Regions from separate parts of the Hordeum vulgare genome. Here region 2 is linked to region 1. A link is a contact called in public Hi-C data. All regions are on one chromosome and are shown on one strand. Each heading gives the region's core, a stretch centred on a gene start, on an enhancer-like site or on the middle of the called end of the contact. The rest is flanking DNA. Distances are from core to core; before and after follow the strand shown.

Region 1 (3,742 bases), core at 984-3,483:
AGATTGAGAGCAATGGCACGTGGACTTTGGTAACTCGACCTCCGAACCAAAAGGCTATAGGTTTGAAGTGGGTTTACAAGTTAAAGAAGGACACGGAGGGTGCCATTGTGAAGTACAAGGCAAGACTCGTTGCAAAGGGCTACGTACAACATCAAGGAGTTGACTATGATGAGGTGTTTGCACCGATTGCTTGAATCGAGACGGTGAGAGTGCTCCTAGCTTTGGCAGCACAAGAGGATTGGAAGGTTCATCATATGGATGTTAAATCCGCTTTCCTCAACGGCGATCTCACAGAAGAAGTGTACGTGGAACAACCCCTCGGCTACGAGAAGAAAGGCAAAGAAGGGAAAGTTTACAATCTCAAGAAGGCACTTTATGGTTTGAAGCAAGCGCCAAGAGCTTGGAACTCAAAGTTAGACCGAAGTTTGGTCTCGCTCACGTTAAAGAGATGTCCCCTTGAGCACGCAGTCTATACAAAGAACTCCAAAGGCTCAAACCTGCTAGTTGGAGTTTATGTCGACGATCTGATTATCATCGGAGATAGCGTACAAGAAATTGAACGTTTCAAGGCGCAAATGAAGAACACGTTTAGCATGAGTGATTTGGGATTACTCAACTATTACTTGGGCATCGAAGTGAAGCAAAGCTCCGGAGAGATTTCCCTATGTCAATCGGCCTACGCGGTCAAGTTATTGGACAAGTGTGGCATGTCATATTGCTACGAGATACAAGTTTCAGTGGACCAACGTCAGAAGTTGAGCAAGCGTAGCTCAAATCCGCCGGTGGACACCACAATGTATCGAAGCGTTGTGGGCAGCCTAAGATATTTGGTGCATACCCGACCTGACTTGGCTTATTCAGTCGGGATCATGAGTCGTTTCATGGAGAATCCGACAACCGAGCACATGAGCGCGGTCAATCAAATCTTGCGCTATGTGAAAGGCACCATTAATCTTGGTTGTACGTACAGAAAGGGAAAGGAAGGATTAATCCTTCGTGGATATTCAGATAGTGACATGGCAGGTGATGTTGATGACCGAAAGAGCACAACGGACATGATTTTCTACCTTGGCCCGAATCCGATTAGCTGGAATTCTCAGAAACAAAACGTGGTGGCACTGTCTTCATGCGAGACAGAATACATAGCTGCAAGCACGGCGGCTTGTCAAGCAGTGTGGCTGAGAAGACTTCTAGCTATTCTTGCAAAGCGGGAGGTGCAGAAGGTGTCACTGAAGATCGATAACCAAGCTGCAATCTCGTTGTGCAAAAATCTGGTTCATCACAAAAGGAGTAAGCACATAGATACCCGGTTCCACCACATCCGGGAGTGCATTGAAGAAGTGTTGATCGAGGTTCAACATGTGAACACGAAAGACCAACTTGCTGATATTTTCACCAAGTCCCTCGGTCGACAGAAGTTCATCGAGATGAGGAAGAAAGTCGGAGTGCAAGAAGTGAAGTCAAGCAACAAGATTAAGGAGGTGAATGTAGAAGTTAATCATGTTGTTCCTTGTAGGATTAGGAAAGAAAGCCAAACCAAGTCCTAGTAGTATTAGGATTCCTAGTCCTAGTCTATTTTCATAGTTCCTTGTGGACGTGTATAAAAGGCACCCTAGAGGTGTTGATTGTAACACCAGAAAAACGAAAAGCAATACAAAGAAAAGGCTCGACACATGCCTTTAGCCATCGAATCCATTGATCAGTTTTATTCGTGTCGCTAGTTACGCAAGTTCCGTCAAGTTGCTGGCCGAAGCAAAAATCGCGTAGGCACACCTATACGGTGCATACGCACGTTCAAAAGCCAACACGGTCATGCTACCTATTTGAGTCCGAGAGAACTGCCCACAATGTTTGAATGTTCAACAACAAATACATGAAATAAAGAAATCCATATACCTTATGCGATGAGAACTTGGCTTCTGTTAACTCTTAACTGTATGTTATCACTAGTTTTGCTCATTTCTCTGCGCAACGCGCGTGCTGCAGACCCGCTGCGCTGCTGTTCCATTGGTCTTCTCTGGACGCAGGCGCGCGGCCTGCTCTTATCCGAAACTTCTTCGCCCACTGGTCTGGTCACCTTCGACGCGACGCCGACGCAGCGGTCACCTTCGAACGAGATTTCTTCGACGGATCGAAAGCAGATGCAGCGGCGGCGGAAAACGGCGCCGGGTAAACGCCAGGCCAGCCGGCCGCGTGCTTCCCGTTATCATGCGTGTAGTAGGTTGTGGGCGCAAAAGAAAACTGAACGTCGTACGTCCCTGTTAATCATGATTGATTCTTGTAGAGACGGCAGGCGCGCACCGATTAGGCGGCGGAATATTCACATGACCAGATCAAGTACACAGACAAAGCGACAAGCTAATCATCCTCTTATCCGTAATATTTTCAGCCCACCGATGAGCGATGAAGCGATGCCGACCGCCGACGGACGCAGTTCACTCCCGAGTAAGATCGTCGATCAAAAAGCAGAGGCGACGACAGTGGCGGCGGCGGAAAACGGCGCCGGGTAAACACCAGGCGCAGCCGACCTCGTGGCTCCCGTTCACATCCCCATAGTCGTAGTCGGCGGACGGCTCGTGAAACTACGTATCAACGTCACCGTTCATCTCGTGGGACATCACTGGTCAAAATGGTGGTCGCGACACACACAAAACACAGAGCGAGCAAAGACTAGAGACGACAAGCGAGGATAACCAAACAGTCGTTCGATTAAGCGGCGGGGATATTTACACAATCTAGCCAAGTACAGTGTTTCTTTGGGTTTTTTCCTCGTTGTGCTTGCTAGTACTAAAACGGAAAATACAAAGGAGAACCTGGGTGCCAGCTCACCTTATATGAAAAAAAATAGTAATTTAGAAAAAGTTTAAAAAATTGTAAATCTTTTTTGGTATTAAACATGATAAGTATTGTAGTTGTATAAAAGGATTCATCAAAGAATGACTTCTGTTGCATCGTGGATCGAAGATTCGGCAAAAATCGCTATATACAAGTACTATACACGCTATATTGTCATCATAATTAAACTTGTTTTTTTTGTCTCGGATTCATTGGAAATATTTTCTTGTCCAAACTTTTTATATGAGTGCAATACTTAATCATGTTTGGTTCCAAAAAAGATTTAGAATTTTGCTAACTTTTTTGAATTACTAATTGTTTTGGCGCATATAGGGTGCACGCGTACACTAGTAGAAAACATGTTTTACGTTTCGATTATTAATCCCGGTTTGCTCTTGAACCGGGATCAATGTGACCATTAGTCCCGGTTCGTGAGGAATGCTTTTAGTCCCAGTTTATTAGTAACATCTAGTCCCGGTTGATGTTACCAACCGGGACTAAAGAGGTGGTGGCAGAATTTTGTCAGGCTGGGGCCCTTGCGAGGGTCATTAGTCTCGGTTGGTAATACAAACCGGGACTAGATATAGGTCTTTAGTCCCGGTTTGTATCACCAACCGGGACTAAAAGTATCCCTATATATACTGCTTTGTCCAGCCCGAGCCCAAGCTCTCTGTTTTCCCTTTCTCTCCTCTGTTTTCTTGACTTGCTCGAGTTCATTGCTACTTCTTGAGTTTGCATTGATTTTTCCCTTGAAGAGGAAAGGGTGATGCAGCAAAGTAGAGATAAGTATTTTCCTCAGTTTGAGTATCAATTCAGTAGGAGTATCAAGATGAGGCACCAAGACACCTGCGCAAAAACAAACAAACTGGCACCCAACGCGATAAAGGGGTTGTCAATCCCTTTACGA
Region 2 (3,935 bases), core at 53-2,552, 79 kb after region 1:
GACAGAGCCATGGCGCATTGCTGTTCGCCTTGTCATTCCATTAACGGTCTGCTGTTTGCTGGGGGAGGAGCAGGGAAGGATCGGCGAGCTGGTGGTCTGTGTATGGGACGGGCGGGCGGGCGTCGTTATCGGCCAAGCCTAATGGAGATGGACGGAAAATATCGTTTCAACGAGCTTGGACGGAAATGTAACATGGCAAGTCGTGCCCGCGCGCGCACGGAAGGTCGCGGTCATGGCCGGGGGTGGGGGTGGGGGTGGGAGGGTGCTCACCTCTTTCTTGATGATGGCGGTCTTGTTGGTGCAGAGCGCGGAGGCCGGCAGCGCGGCGGGCTTGGGCGGCGCGGGGGCGGCGCCCTGGTCCCTGGCGACGCAGAGCTGCATGATCCGCTCGGCGGCCTCGGCGGGGTCCCTGCTCTCCTTCATCAGCCGCGCCACCTCCGACTTGGGCAGCCGCATCCGCAGCCGCACGGCGCCGTCCGCGCCGGCCTCCACGGACGACGGCTCCCTGGCGGCGGAGGGCATGAGGGACGCCACGTCCGACACCGTGCGGCGCGAGAGCATCAGGCTCTCCAGCCGCTCCCTGGCGCCCACATGGAGCGCGCCCGACCACGTCTTGTGCGGCGCGCGCAGGCCCTGGCCCTCGCCCTCGCCGGCGGCGCCGCGGGGGAGGTGGACGAGGAAGTAGAGCTTGCCCGGCTTGAGCGCGGCGTCGCGGTCGAGCGGGCGGGCGCGGACGCCGAGCCGCCGCACCTCCTCGGACTCGAGCAGCTGGTGGCCCGGGTGGCCGCGCAGCGCCGCGCCGGCCGCCGCCGGCGTCTTGTACCGGAACGTGGCGCCGTCCACCGTCATCACCTTCGCCGCCCGCCGCCTGCCGGCCAGAGCGTTCCCCATGCCACCGCCTTGCCTGGCTAGCTTAGCTTGGCTCCGTGCGCAACGGCTGAACGCCTGCGAGGTCGCGCGTAGATGATTAGCGGGGAGCTGAGAGTGGGGGGTTGGTTTTGGTTACCCGTTACCGTACGTGTGAGGGAAACGGAGCTGGGAGTTATAAAGGTGCTCTGCTCTGCCCGGAGGCTCGGGGTCAAATACTTAAATGGACATCCGTTCCGTTGGCTACTGTTGCTATGCTACGACTGAAAAAGGAAGGCACGCTGTTCCGACGCTCCCCTAATTTGTACTACTAATACTAGGTGTTCCCATTGTGTGATCGTTAATAAATACTTTCGCGTATAATAGTGTTGTTGTTTCGTATTCCTTTTTGTACGCTTCTCTTTTATCAGCATGAAACTTTTTCCGTACGGTTTATGGATCACACTGCTTTTTTATTTCTTTAACTACGATATATGTGCACACTACGTATGGATCGCACTACTTTTTTCATGAAGTATGTCTTTTTTTTCTTCCCTTTATGTGTCATAGTGTGACTAGCAACAAACCACTAACGCGATATGCATGATTAGTGTGTGCTCTGATTCACGTGAAAAATATGAAGGCAAGTTAGGGCATCTCCAACTGTAGCGGTCCGATCCAAACGTCTGTTTTTTTTAAACCAGAAAGCAAACTAAGGGAAGCTTTGCCGGACGTCCGGTCTAAATGTCCGTTTTCCTGTATACCAAAAGCAAACCGGGGGAATTTTGCTGCACGTCTGGTCCGAACGTTTGTTTTCATGTAAACCAAAAGCAAATCAGAGGAGCTTTGTTGGACGTCCGGATCATCGTCACGCATTCATTTGAGACCCGGATCCATCCGAAAATCTCTTTCGCGCTTGTGCATGGTTGTCGTGCATTAATGTCGTTCAAAGCGCGAGCGTCGCATTCATGACGGCCCAGCCCTGTGGAGAACCCATCTTCATCGCCGAGCAATGGGCGAGGTACGGGGCCACACACTCTCACATAGACTGCAACGCGGTCACGGTGAAGTCGGACGTGGAGGTGGCACGGATGATCGCAGACGAGAATGCCGGCAGTTGCGCGTCGTTCATACCGCCAACTATGTTTCGTTGATGCCGGTACGACGGTGAGGCCGACCCGTCCACGTCCATTATCTAGCTCACATCCACTCGTCGAGAACATGTCGCAAACTCGATGGGGACGAGTAGGGCATGGAAGACGACGGGGCCTCGATTTTGAAGTGAGTCGGTATTGCCCATGCACTGTCGATCGCACCTTCACTTCTCGAATCTCATCTCGGTCGCCCGACTTGAGTCGGGGAGGGGGAGGGGCGTAACAAGGACTTGGCGGATGGCCATCGCCGTAGATTTAGACTAGGTTTAGATATGATCGCTTTTAAATAGAATACATTGAAAATATAATGATTGTGCTCACATTTACATGAAAATCATCTGGTTTGCATCATACTCCTCTGGTTTGTTTAAATCCGGTTTAAAATATATGCATGCATGGTTGGATGGCCGACTCTCTATCACTATCCACGGACGCGTCCGTACCAGCGGGTGGAAACCATGTGTGTTTTAGGATCAATGTTGGAGATGCCCTTAGATGTTATAGGAGTGTATACTACTCATGAGCTCCATTGTGGCACTAATGATGACCTGCTTACTTTTTATTTCGAGATTGTGCCTTGGTGTAACATTTGATCGGGTGCGATCTTGTATGGTGTCTATGATGTAAAAAATACGCATTGAGATTGCCATTAGCTTTTCAAATGCTAAGTTAAGTCAACTAGAAGAAAAATCTTGGTACAATGATTTCCAATCGGGCCTCGGTTAACCAAATAAAGCTCACGGAGTTCAGGGCTCAGTTAGTTCAACAGAATTAGCTTTCAGTACACTAAAGTAAGTGCTCACATAAAACAGAAATATGCCAAGCACACAACTAAAACTGTGATCTCTATCCCTTCAAAAAACTGTGATCTCTATCATTCTGCATAAGATCTGGTCCAAATTTTGAGTATGGTGGTATGAGATCAATCGAACTGTTATGTACTCCTTCCATTTCTAAATGCAAGTTTTTTTTAGACATTTCAATAGAGAACTATATACGTATGTATATAGATATATTTTAGAGTGTAAGTTCATTCATTTTGCTTCGTACGTAATCCTCTATTAAAATTTCTAAAAATATACTTAAGAATGAAGGGATTAGATCTATTGTTTTACGGATAGATGAACCCCCAAAGATATGTCTTTTCAGATGTCCAAGCCGGACTTGATTAATCGGCTTGTCGGAGCAACAAATTGACTAATGAAGCACTACTTTTTAAGAAACTCACTTGTATGCACACACATAAACACACATCTATAAATACATGTACGCATATTCAATTTTTATGAGTATTTTCAAGAAACTTAATCATCACATGTGTCTTATAGTCCATGAAAATATCTTTTTTCACTGAAAAAACATCATCGAAAACCTGAAATAAATTCATTTTTTTAACACAAGTGACAAGTGCAGAACTTGAAACATGGTCGGCGTGTTCTACCACAAGGAGCCTAAACATCCAAGCAACACTCAGCTCACTCCGAGAAGCACCTTTTGATCAGTGCATTTGTACTGTAAGGCTCACCGACTCATTGTTAAACATGCAACCATGTATCCGGTGAAATCTCTTGTTAGATTAGGGAATTGTTTTTGGTTTTACGTCAGTTGTAAGTGTGCGGTAGCTAAGGTGGTATACATGCCTATGTGTGTTGGTGCAATATAACTGTAAAGCTGGACAGGTCATATGGGAATTCTTAGCTTTAATATATCAGTGTTATGTTTTCCTTTGAGTAAATCACAGTGTGAATCATCTAGAGAATGTCCTAATCTTTTTTTTTTGGGAAAAGAGAATGTCCTATTTAAAATAATAAAATCAAGAATGCAATAATATTCTCGGTTCAGTGGTATGTTGTCTACCGCAAGAAGAGGCATGCTAGATGTTAGCATTGGATACAACCGATGTGCTCCACTAGGGCACTAATGATGGTGGCATGC

Evidence for each region. Hi-C and Micro-C count contacts between places; a contact is called where the count stands out from the background.
Region 2: a contact with region 1 is called in a Hi-C map of leaf, with 2.9 times the contacts expected there. The contact joins the promoter of LOC123395598 here to the enhancer-like site in region 1. A contact is called at or near these places in 3 of 6 Hi-C or Micro-C datasets (leaf and seedling).

What each region holds. Positions count from the first base shown.
Region 1 is chr5H:425,367,083-425,370,824 of MorexV3_pseudomolecules_assembly, forward strand. No RefSeq gene overlaps it. Among protein-coding and RNA genes, the nearest start is that of LOC123395598, 80 kb to the right of the region's middle. Within about 2 kb of position 2,234, at least 1 of the 3 cell types and tissues checked has open chromatin away from gene starts, as enhancers often do. A contact at or near this core is called in leaf, where this site is marked.
Region 2 is chr5H:425,447,408-425,451,342 of MorexV3_pseudomolecules_assembly, forward strand. It overlaps LOC123395598, which reads right to left and starts at 1,303. Exons shown (of 2, transcript XM_045090624.1): 1 at 271-1,303. The coding sequence starts at 891.